Regions from separate parts of the Xenopus tropicalis genome. Here region 2 is linked to region 1. The links are chromatin contacts, called in public Hi-C maps. All regions are on one chromosome and are shown on one strand. The core of a region is the stretch at or near the end of the contact, and the rest is flanking DNA. Distances in the headings are between cores, read along the strand shown. Region 1 holds the start of cfap97d1 (CFAP97 domain containing 1). Region 2 overlaps rasa3 (ras GTPase-activating protein 3).

Region 1 (6,070 bases), core at 1,514-4,013:
TTTCATAAGTCAAGTTTTTGCACTAAAAAAAGTCGAGTTAATTGATAAACGTTTGGCATAACTGTCTGTTGTCATTAAAAACTTACCTTTTAAAAAAAAAACTTGAAGTTTACCTTGAAGTTTACCACATTAATAAATAAGCAATCATTCGATGTGAAAGTTTATTTGGTTTAGATAAATAAACTTGAATTCAGAAACTTCAGAAGTTTTTAAATAAGCCCTTTAGGGTGATGGCACATGGTAAGATTTGTCACCTGTGGTTAAATCTGTGCTACCGTGGTTGACAAATCTCCCCAAATCTCCCCATCCTCTTCACTATCATGAGAATTGACATAAATGGTAACATGGTAACAATTGGCATAAATGGTAAAATGGTAAAATTACACTACCCATGGCGATTTGGCTTTGAAAAATGCCTTCCTTCACTGAGAGATCTGTTTACAGTTTCCAGAATACACTAGGCAAAATCATTTTGGAAAACCAGACTAAATAAATTTCTTCAATCCCACAAATATTTCCCTAGAAATCCCATAATAGTATTAGCACACAGTTCACGTGGCACTATTTAGTAGCACCTGTTAACTCAAAACACTAGTGGAAATACTGCTATTAGTGTGACACACTTGTTGCATTCAAAAGTGAGACTTTGTTATAATTTTCTCTGGACAGTAAAACCATTATGCACTAATTGTACCAGGATTTTGCAACAGTCAATATTTGTTGACCATTGAAAGGCAAGCATAACAATTCTGTATAATAGACCAGGGTTTAAAACCAGGAGATCAGAAAATAGAGCACAGGGGCTTAAGCTGGCCATAAATTGAAAGTGAGAGCATTCTGTGAGAGCATCTTTCCTTCATATGGTTACCTTAAGGTGGGTGATATCTTGCTGATCAGATCATTGGTGGCATCACAATGATGAGAATGAAGGCCATCTGGGAGTTCCATTTATCCAATATGTCTCCTTTAGGGCTCTGGCACACGGGGGAGATTAGTCGCCCGCGATAAAACTCCCTGTTCGCGGGCGACTAATCTCCCCGAGTTGCCTACCCCTGCCATCCCACCGGCGAACATGTAAGTCGCTGGCGGGATGGCAGACGCGGCGGGGCAATTTGCGCGAAATCGCGCCACCGCGTCTGCCATCCCGCCGGCGACTTACATGTTCGCCGGTGGGATGGCAGGGGTAGGCAAGTCGGGGAGATTAGTCGCCCGCGAACAGGGAGTTTTATCGCGGGCGACTAATCTCCCCCGTGTGCCAGAGCCCTTAACAGTTGACAATCTTTATTTCTTACACACAGAGATTAGCTTCCCAGTCTCCTACCTCTATTTCCCAAGGCCACAACATTCTAACATCTTTCAAAAGCATATAACTTTATAAAACATAATACAGCTTATGCAAATACATAACACCTTAAGTGGAAACAGACTCAGGACTTCAAGACTCTAGCAACGGCAACAAGTAACAAATGATAAGGACACAAAGTACCACATGATCCCTTAGGCTAAGAACTTGATTGGGTGCTTTAACCGCCGGGATACCAGGAAAAAACCCGGTAGGCCCCGGCGCTAGTGGACCCCAGCGGCCCAGACCTGACCCTTGCAGGTGCTCCCCTGGCTGACCGTTCCTCCCCTGACATTTTAAACTTATACACGCTCAGGGGAGGATGTCGGGTAAGGGACCCTGCGGGGGGTTAGGGAGGCTCTGCGGGGGGGGTTAAGGGGTGCGGAGGACACGACCGGTGGGGGCACCTGCAGGGCCCCTGGGGTGGGAGCCCTGGTGGGCCCTGCACCCCCCAGTCTGACCCTGCCAGTCTTCATAAAACAATCCTTTACCTTCAGTAAGGTCTGTTCACTTATAAGAAGGTAACTGGATCACATAAAGGCTAAAGGAGACATAACAATGTATTTTGCAGGCCCCCTGCTAAATTCATTGCTGTTATTGGTTACATTTGCATATGTTTTTTAGTTGTGTCCTTAGATTTTGCAGTTATCTGGTAAAACCTGCAAATATATTTTTCATTAAAAAAAAAGTATAAACAACAGGGCTCATTATTCTTCTCATTTTATATAGCAAAGAAATATTCTGCATGGCTTTACGAATATTATGCACCACACACATCAGCCCCTTCCCCAGTAAAGTTTACAATCCAATGTGTCTATTGCATTCAGATACAAAATCTAGCCCAGCATCTCAAGCTCAGTGAGGATTAAAGCTGCCAGACTGCTTCCTTGCCTCTGCTCTGCCCCACAGGATCTATTCCCCTTTTACTGCCACCAGGAGTTGGTGAGGTTTTACAGTTACACACCCCCGGGGTGCTACAATCTGGTGTTGCAACACATAACTCTGCTACCACTACCTTCATACAAGGAGTTAACCTTTTTTTTTAACTCAAATGGGAGAATATAATAATTAATCAAAGGTTTGCATGATTGATCACTGTTCTCTACCAGTATTATGTTCAAAGATTGAATATTTGCTCCTTTTTTAAATTATATCAATAAATGATGATTAGTATTATGTTTCCTTTTGTATGCATCACATATGAACTTCCTTTTTATTAAATACATTATCAGGAATCAGTGACAAGGATACACCACAGATCGAATTACAGTTATTGTTTGCTATTCTGTGCGCATGGTGTTTGACTAGCTACCACCAGCTATTCATTTTTCTCCAATACAAATGCCATGACAACCACCACATGACTTGCTTTAAACACATCACAGTCTCCAAGGCTTCCCTGCTCCTCACACTTACAGGCTGCTCACTGGCGGGGAAGTGTTTCACTTTGACAGAATGCATCGATCCTACCAGCCAATCTTACCATGTGGTAATAAATACTTACAGCAAAAATGGGATAAAACTTACTATGATGAGCATAAAAAAAAGGTATGTCTAGTGTAATGATATAAATAACAGCATTTAAAAGTATTAAAGTTGATGGAACACATTTCTCATACAAACCCTTGTTATATCTTGGTGTTTCCAGCGGAGCTATGGGTGAGTCCCCAATTAGGTGTAAAATGTCTACTGGTGCCATATACTGTATATAGTTATAATGAGGCCAAATTATGTGATGTTTTTCCAGCAAATTTTTGTTAATTAAGGGCTCCAAAAACTAAGAAAGAATAGTTTTTTATTATCTACCTTTACATCGAACATAAGGATTTCCAGCAATTCAATATATTTCCCCTAACAACCTGGAAAGTACTGTATGTACTGTAAAGGTGGCCAGCTGCGATTCGGGTCCTTAAGACCGACTCGGCAGCTTATCTGCCCATGTATGGGGATCTCAACAGGCCTCCCCAATCAATACCTGGCCAAAAATTATGTGATTACTTTAAAGCTGTAAATTAGTAATGAATAGGAAATTTAAAGTAAAGCAGTTCCAACTTATCTTCTCTCAAGAGGTGTGAAAGTACACAATTTTAACATAAATATATTAGTAAATCTTCCACAATATCCCCCAGCTTCCATTTTGATCTTTCAAGTCATGCATGTTTTATTCTAGTTTAATGACAGTTTATTTGTTCAGTCATGCTAGTTGCCCCTAACACAGAACACAGGGCAGTCCAACAGGAGTCCTGCAGGTCAGATGTGGCACTTCAATATATAATTATAGTCCCTAACCTCCCTGTAGGCTATAGAGATTTTTTGTGTGGCATCTTCTCATACATTAGATGGCATATTGGGAAGTAAAAGGCTGCTAAGAGCATTGCCCTACTGTTTGTGCCTTGGTTTGAACATCTGAATTAATGTTTAATATGAAATACCCTAAAAATCTATTATCATTCTCAGAATGTGTTGTGACATTTCATTCAGCTTTTTCAGAGCACTTTTTTTTCTATTTCTTGTAACCAAAGAGACGGAGCTGACAAGCCTTGGGGTGCCTCTTTTATCCCAAACATACAAATAATAGCAAACTTGGCACTGCTGTCAGCTTGAATGCATATGAGGCACACTTGTGTCAGATTCCAAGATTATTATTGCTTTCAGTTTATGCAGATGTTGCTGGGAAGCAGAGCCTTCACTTGATTTTATACTTTACAAAGAAAGCACCTCGAGAAACTTAAATTAATTGTTAGAATTTAGCATTGTTTTTCATAATGTTCTATGGCCGTGTAGAGATTTCATTTTTCTATGTCAGAGGTGGTAATGTAATAAAAGATTGAAAGTCTGCTATGTCCAAGGTCTACTAACCCACAGTAACCAATAAGCAGGCTACATTTTACTGTTTGAAAGCGAATAGCTGGTTGCTAAGGGCTACTATACCTGGACAAAATGTAACCCTTTTATTCCATTTATAGGTGTGAGAGCAGGCACTCAATGACCAGTCCTCCAGACACGCGTATAAAATCAAGGTAAAATTTTGTTTAGGTACAACAAAAGGTATTCTTACACATTTAGCCTATAGGCCTATGACTAAGTTTTAAATGTTAGAAAAACATGAAATGCATAAGTCTACCTCTTGTTCTACTTTAATGTTATATGCCTGTCTGGAGGACTGCTCTTTGAGTGCCTGCTCTCACACATGCGGTTGGTTCCACTCCCCTAGCTGAAGGCTCAGAGCAGTGCATCTGAGCCTCCTCTTGACTGTAGTCAGTGCATCTGAGCCTCCTCTCAACTGTAATGAGTTGTAGACCATTTTGTTTACTCATTGCTTTTTATTCCATTACACAAAGTCTAAAATGGTAATGAGAAAGCTCTAATCCAGACCTGTAGATTCTACCAAATGCCTTCTTCAGATTGTGTTAAACTACAACTCTCAGAAGCCCTTATCAGTTATAGCCTGGATTGTGTCATCTTAATAATTAAGATGCAAAAACTCTCAAAATATCTCTGCCCCCAAAACTGTGTGAAAATATGTATATTTTGTACAAGCAAAGGTCTCTTTCTGTGTTACAGTCACAGTATGCCATCGCTGTGCAACTGACTCAGGAATACTTAAACGGATTACAGGGTATAAGGCTATATTTTTAGGTACTATATTAATGCTCAAGCAACATCTGAAGGGGTTTGAATAACATTTAACGTCAGATGTAGCATCAGAAGTATAAAGCTTACGCACTAAACAAGAGCAACTAAACACAGTTCAGATATTTAAGTGCCAGGAGACCTGTGGTGTATAACAATGTCATGCAGGTAACTGTAATTTTTTTGCAACCTAAAATGTCTGAAAACCTCATGTTTGGCAAAGAAAATGTCACGTTTCTGCGTTCTACAATTGTGATGATTCACGCAGAGCAACATGTTTTTGAGGAACAAGAATTTGTTCCTGACGTTCCTTAGCTTCCTAAAATGGACTGCTATTTGTCATTCGATTGATAGATCCCATTGATCATTTGCCAGGATATTGTTACATGCAAAGCAGATGGAATGGCTGACGTCAGATTTATCAGACAGAAGGATCTGTTTTTTAAAGCAAAAAGCTTGATGTGGTTGCTAAATATTTGTTTTTCTATTTTAAATCCAAGCTGGATTGGTTTATATATCATTTGTTGCTTATGTGTTGTTTGGTCTATGAGGGTGATTGCAAGGCTGTAAAAAACACTCTAATAGATACTAAAATAATATATGTAGATCAACTCATTTTAATGAAATTATGGAATGGGTTTATTAAGATGTGATAATCAGCTTAAGTAGTAGGGTTGCCACCCCCTGATTAAGGGAAACCCGGGAGGGGGGGACGAGACGACTGACCATTTGGGAGCACAGTGGCTCCCAAATTTAAATGGCACAGTAACACCAACAAGTGAAAATATATTAAATAAATTATACTGTAATGTACTGCCGCCCTGCACTGGTAAAATTATATGTTTGCTTTAGAAACACTACTAGAGTTTATATAAAAACCCTGGTGTGTAGCCATGGGGGCAGCCATTCAAAAGGAGAAAAGGCACAGGTTATATAGTAGCTAACAGATAAACCCTGTAGAATACAATGGTGTCTCATCTGTTATCTGCTATATAACCTGGACCTTTTTTCCAACTTGAATGGCTGTCCCCATGACTACACATCAGTTTATTTATATAAACTATAGTGGTGTTCCTGAAGCAAACATACCAGTTT
Region 2 (6,070 bases), core at 923-3,422, 100 kb before region 1:
TTTACGTTATATATTTAGAGAAAACAACAATTCCTTTCAGAGACATATTTCACAAGGTATCTAGTGAAGAGATAAACTAACCCAAAACTGTAAATAATGTTTAACAATAATATATTAATCTGTTGGTTAGTTCCTCTGTAAAATGGGAGTGTGGTTTCTTTCTAACTTAGAAAGAGAGCAACTAACTATGCATGTATACAAAGGTTAGAGCTCTAGTGCAGGCAGCGAGACTCACACAGACAGGGAGAAACATTGCTAGGCAAGCAGGAAAATACATGTTACCAAGCAGGTTACAAATTATTAGTGATAAGCTGATAGATCCAGATCAGGTCTATTAGTTGTAGCAGTCAAGGCAAAAGAAGCAATCTAAACTCCCTGCAAACCATAACCCCTTGTCTCTATTAATTGGTGGCAGACACAGATAATCTTAAACAGAAACTGTAAGGACACACAAGGAGGTGGTCTCATCAAGAGCATTTAAGATAATGTGCTGTTATGCATACTAAAATAATCATTTCATACAATTGCACCCCCCCTTCCTAAAGGCAGGTGTTTATGCTGCCTAACCCTAGTTCTGGCCATGGTTAGCACCACCAGACGGCTCTGCCCTTAGGTGGCATTATGGCTTGGTAATTTTATGATCACATGAACTAAAACTCCTGGGGCCAATAACTGTGTCAGCAATAGCTAAAATTGGAAAGCATTTCTATACATTTACTGAATCTGTCCAACATTTGCAAACAAATTCTCCCTCCTATTAGCTACAGTCCTATTTTTATAAGGCTGAGGAAAGGAGAGCTTTCAAGCAAATCTAAAGTGCCCTTGTGAACCCAGCCAAGGAAAGGTTTTCACTCTTTATGTGAGTGTGTTGAGAGCCATCCATGACCCTGTATCCTTACTTAGGATAAGGGGGTGATGCCAAGTTGGCACCAGGTTTAGCAGTCCACACCAAACAAAGAGAAGGTGGAATTTACTGGTCATCTACTTAAAAGCATATGCTGGAATGGCTGCTATGGGTTACCAGATGTGCTGCAAACTTTAACTTATCTTTTAATAGCTGTGCAAAGCTGGCCCTACTGCACTACTTACTGGAAAAAAAGCAAAAAAAAGCGGGTGGTTAATATAAATTGTATTAGTTTCTGAACACGATTTTTAGCCTCAAATAGTAACAAGCCCAAAGGTATTATTTTTCCTTTCTCCAATAAGGTGAAAGGTACCATGGGCAAAACATTCATTATGGTATGACTCTCCATTAAAATGGCCTTGCAATAAAGAAATTCATACTGTGTAAGATCGGTTCAGTTTACCTTATTGTTTTCAAAATTTTCACCGTCTTTTAACTTTACCGGATCTATCTCACAGGGTTTATGAGCCTCGCAGATCTGTGTGTCAAACAAAATAGAATGAATTAATGTATCTGATATAAATTGCCATTAGTGTGCTGTAATCATTTAGGTACACCATCATACTGCACTGTACCGGCACAACTAGCTTAGCATGGCTGCTGCACCCAAATCCATGTCTGTTGTACTCCAAAAGTTGTGGCCCATTTTAAAAATCACATTGCAGCAAGATGTCAGTAAACAATGTTTTACACAATGCAAAGAACTGCTTTAAATAGTGAATGAATTAAAATACAGGTATGGGACCTGTTATCCAGAATGCTTGGGACTTGGGTTTTTCTGGATAAGGGATCCTTCTGTAATTTGGATCTTCATACTTCATACTCAAATATAATTTAATTGTTAAATAAACCCAATAGGATTGTTTTGCCTCCAGTAAGGAGTAATTATATCTTAGCTGGGATCAAGGACAATGAACTGTTTTATTATCACAGTGAAAAAGGAAATCAATTTTTAAAAGTTCAGCTATTTGATTAAAATGGAGTCTATCCATTCCTGTAATTCAGGGCTTTCTGGATCATGCATCCTATACCTGTACATGATTTATTAACACTATCAGGCTGAGTTCTGAATGCAAAAGACAAGGCATGACTGGCAGGATTTAACCCAGCTCAAGTAGAGAATCCTATAAAGTTCTGTGCACCAAGTACAGTATAAAGCACACATTTCACAAGTGGGGAAAATGAGGTTTCCTGTGAGTGACTGGGAGAGGAAGCTTGTGGTCTGACTTGTTGATATTTTAGTGCCCCGGAAGAAACTTTCGCAAACTGCCCAATACAAGCTCAAAATTTGTACTGTGAATGGAAGCACCAGGCAGGGTGTAACCATTATCGTTATGACTGTGCAACAATTTCAGAACATACTGTCAAAACAAAAAAATAGAGCCAGTGACAGGTTTGCTTAAAGGAACAGAAACACGCATATTCCTCATGCATGCATGCAAGGCACTGGGCGTATTCACAATCTATTCAGAGATGCCACTGAAAAGCATGCAAAAATATTAAACAATTAGCTGATCAGCACTTCACAGCTGCTTCATTCCATAACATTTGGTAATACAAGTTTGAGCTGTTTCTATTAGGTTATAAGCCCACACTTCACAAATGAAAACAATTAGTCTGCACTCTGTATTTTGGCATTGTGCCCCAGATGGGACGGCTACTTTATGTTCGTGGGAATATATAACATTGAATGGCACTACAAATGTTAATAAGCAGTGCTGGTCAAATGAGCTATTTGGCTATATAGTTGGTACCAGGAGCCGCAGTCCAAAATCAGTCTGGTTGTGAAGATGTTAATGCAGCCACCCTTCTTTAACCTGCTCTCTGATATATGGCTATAATTAGTTACATGCACAGTTGGTCAGTTCGGCTTACAAATGCTTGAATGACTGCTTCGGGCTTTTCCATGAATAATGAATGTTCTCATGGAATTCCTTGCTTTCCATGCAGACCAGATGTAATGGTTTTGGCAATCTTGTAAAATTTTAATTTATCCCCCATGTTTTTTTCCTCGGGCTTGCTCACTCTTGCTCAAGAGAACACAGGGAGTACTTTTTACTGAGGTGCAAAAACAAAGCATGTGTGGAAAGAGATTTACATGTATGCACACAATCTGTTCCTCAACCACAATCCTTTGTCACAGACCCATGCCCCACTATATATTCTGTTATATTCACTTGTTTTGGATATGAATGTTTAACAGCAGTTTCTGAGTTTGTTTTCTTACAATCAGATTTGTTGGAGAGCTCCTCTCTCTGATTAAACCTAAAAGAAAAGGAGAGACTGTAATGTTGGGGACCTTCCAGTTGGTATGGAACCCAACAGGGCTGAACTGGGACTCAAAATAGGCCCTGGCATTTCAAGTACATAAACAGTCCCCACGGGCCCACTAAATAGTGACTGACTATGGCATCTTATAGCAGCTCCTCTGACATTTGCCAGAATCCACAGTTACTAGTCTAGGTCTGGCACCCATCGGGACCCCAGCCGCCAACTAGTATTTCCTTGCAGTTACTCTGGTTTGGTAAAAATTCCACCTACCAGGGAAGCATCTATTACTTGCTGCTCTTGACGCCACACATTGGCAGCATATGTGCATTTCCCCTTTTGCCAAACAGGCAAGAGTAGAGTTGCCCTCTTCTGTTGGATCAAGGCAATGCCATATTCCCTGTCAAAGCACTTTGCAACACACAACACAGAGGCAGACACAAAAGGTATGCAGGGCTGCATCTCATATTAAAACACTTTTGTAGCACTGTTCTTGAGTCATAAACTTAAACCTGTTTTTCAGCATTATCTGTAGGTATGATAGTTATTCTGGTTAAGAAAAACAATAAAACTTTGGCTGGGTTTATCATTTTTAAGGGAAATAAAGGGTACGCTATTAGGGTAAGCATCCACTTTGGCTTTCCCTACAGAACAAAAGTAAAGCAATCTGCTCATCTTCTTCAATATGTATCAGTTAAATATTTTATGTGCACAATAGGTAATTTTCCAGAAAAGGACAGATGTTTGGGCAAATCTGCGCCAGGAATATCCCAACACTGTGGTAAGTTCATTAAGCATGTGTCAAGCTGCACATCTCAGTGTATGTCATAAAACCCTGGGGGCTCATGGAATAAGCCTTGGCAGAGTATCCTATGAACAATGAACAGTTTGTACTGCCTGGTTAATAAGTAAACGCCAGTGTGTTATATGTACAGCACAAGCTTTGCACCAAATACATTCCACACTGAAAAACAGCCTTGTACTTATTGCTCACACACATGAAACGCTTACAGCGAAGACATAGTTGCAATAGTTGTTGCTGCAATTTTCGGAGAGAAAGACCTTCTTTCGTCTTTTTAATGTGGCTGACTAGACAACTAGCCAGAGTTAACAAGCAAACACTAATGTGAGCAGACATAAATGTATTGATGCCATTAAGACACATACACATATGCACGGCCACAACATGTTAACCAGGGATAGCATTCTTGTCAAATTTTGCACATGAATTGACAAATTGATTAGTGCTACCACTGTAGAAACAAATAGTAAATAAAATATATCCACCCAGTGAGAGTATCCAATAGGTAAAGTAAACGCATGTCTAAGACCCTCACCCAAGGGTTAAATATCCCCACTGTCTGCCATTCATAGCAGCCGGCTGTTGTGTGAAGGGTCAAGGCAGGTGTTTTTAAAATAGAAAGTTGTACTATAAGTCTATCGCCTAACTGTGCATTTACAACTCTTAAAGAAAGCAAAATGAGGAATTGCTTGCCAGATGCCCTGTGCATGCACTGATTGGTGTGAATTGTATAGAAAAGCACTTTATAAATACACAGTATATTTGTTTATATGTGTCTTTATTAGGATGACATTCTGCAGTCAATGATATTCTGTGTAGTTTTGAAACCCTGAACCCCTAAAAGAACACAGACAGTAGGTCCTATGGAGTTTATTAAGGCCCCTGGTAATGGGATGGATGCAGGTAACATGCAAACTCCTGTGTGATCCCAGAAATCAACACCTTTTCATAGAACACCATTATCCAATAAAAAGTCAACATATTTTAAAGGGCTGTACAATAAATGGCTGTATATATGGAAAACAAGAATTTCCATACACAGCAGCCAATAACCGATACAAGGGGTAAAGAGTGCCCTGCCCAAAAGCACTTACAATCTAAAAGAGTTAAATAGAAATGATGTTCCTTTTTTGTTACTGCATCAGAATTTGGGAAGCCCTTTTATAATAATGCCCATACCAAAACTGATATTTTTAATGACAATATTGTGTTGTATTAAGCAGCCAGTGGATTTAGACCCAAAAATTGCTGGCTTGGTACAATATTTTAGTCCATCCATGACCTCAGACACAGAGATATAAGTAGAAAAATTCTTGTTTAAATTAAATGTAGGGTAAAAGGACTAAAGGTAAGGGCTTAAACAGATAATACATAGAACGTATTATAACTCCCAATTCGGGAACAGCTTGAAAATGGTAAATGAGAAACAATTTACCCGTAAGAAACATGCAGTATCTCCTAAAAACGTTTATTTCATATACTTACCTCGTCTATAATCGGTTTTAGTGTAACTTGAAGATAATGCATCCCTGCCAATTTCATTGTCTCATCGATGCACTTTGAGGTTAATGAGTTTCCTCGGAATATTGTGTTCGGATCTCTGGGAACAAAAACAACTGTTGTTCATTTTTATTCTATTAATACTGGAAACAAACACAAACTGTGACCAGAAAATGAAATTAATGTGAGTTTCCAGGCATTGCACATCCGCACATAGTATTGGAAAGCACCCTAGAGTGTACCCCAGAGACACACATCTGCTCTTTAATGAGATATACAGGATAACTGTTCCTAGTAAGTGTTCTCACACAAGAGAACTGGTCCTTATCTGAGCTGCTAAGCTGACCTCTATTTTATGTCACGGTTTGCAATATTAGGGGAACAGAAAGAACATAGGAGAGGTAATCGCAATCCAGTGGATTATCAAAGCTCTGTAAACAGACTACTGACAAATCATAGAATAGTAAAAAATAAATGTGTGCTCAACACAGATTGCCTTTACAAATAAACAAATAGATAACGATGGGACACCTTGTTCTAATGGATATGGGGTGTTCAAGAGGTGCAATATTAAGTATAAATACTTAGCAATATAT

Evidence for each region. Hi-C and Micro-C count contacts between places; a contact is called where the count stands out from the background.
Region 2: a contact with region 1 is called in a Hi-C map of liver, with 2.4 times the contacts expected there. The contact joins the enhancer-like site here to the promoter of cfap97d1 in region 1.

What each region holds. Positions count from the first base shown.
Region 1 is chr2:111,986,141-111,992,210 of UCB_Xtro_10.0, reverse strand. cfap97d1 (CFAP97 domain containing 1) reads left to right here and starts at 2,763. Exons shown (of 5, transcript NM_203999.1): 1 at 2,763-2,890.
Region 2 is chr2:112,087,708-112,093,777 of UCB_Xtro_10.0, reverse strand. It overlaps rasa3 (ras GTPase-activating protein 3), which reads right to left. Exons shown (of 24, transcript XM_004911800.4): 12 at 5,460-5,574; 13 at 1,308-1,382. Among named protein-coding and RNA genes, the nearest start is that of gas6, 76 kb to the left of the region's middle. Within about 2 kb of position 2,172, at least 3 of the 11 cell types and tissues checked have an H3K27ac peak or open chromatin away from gene starts, as enhancers often do. A contact at or near this core is called in liver, where this site is marked.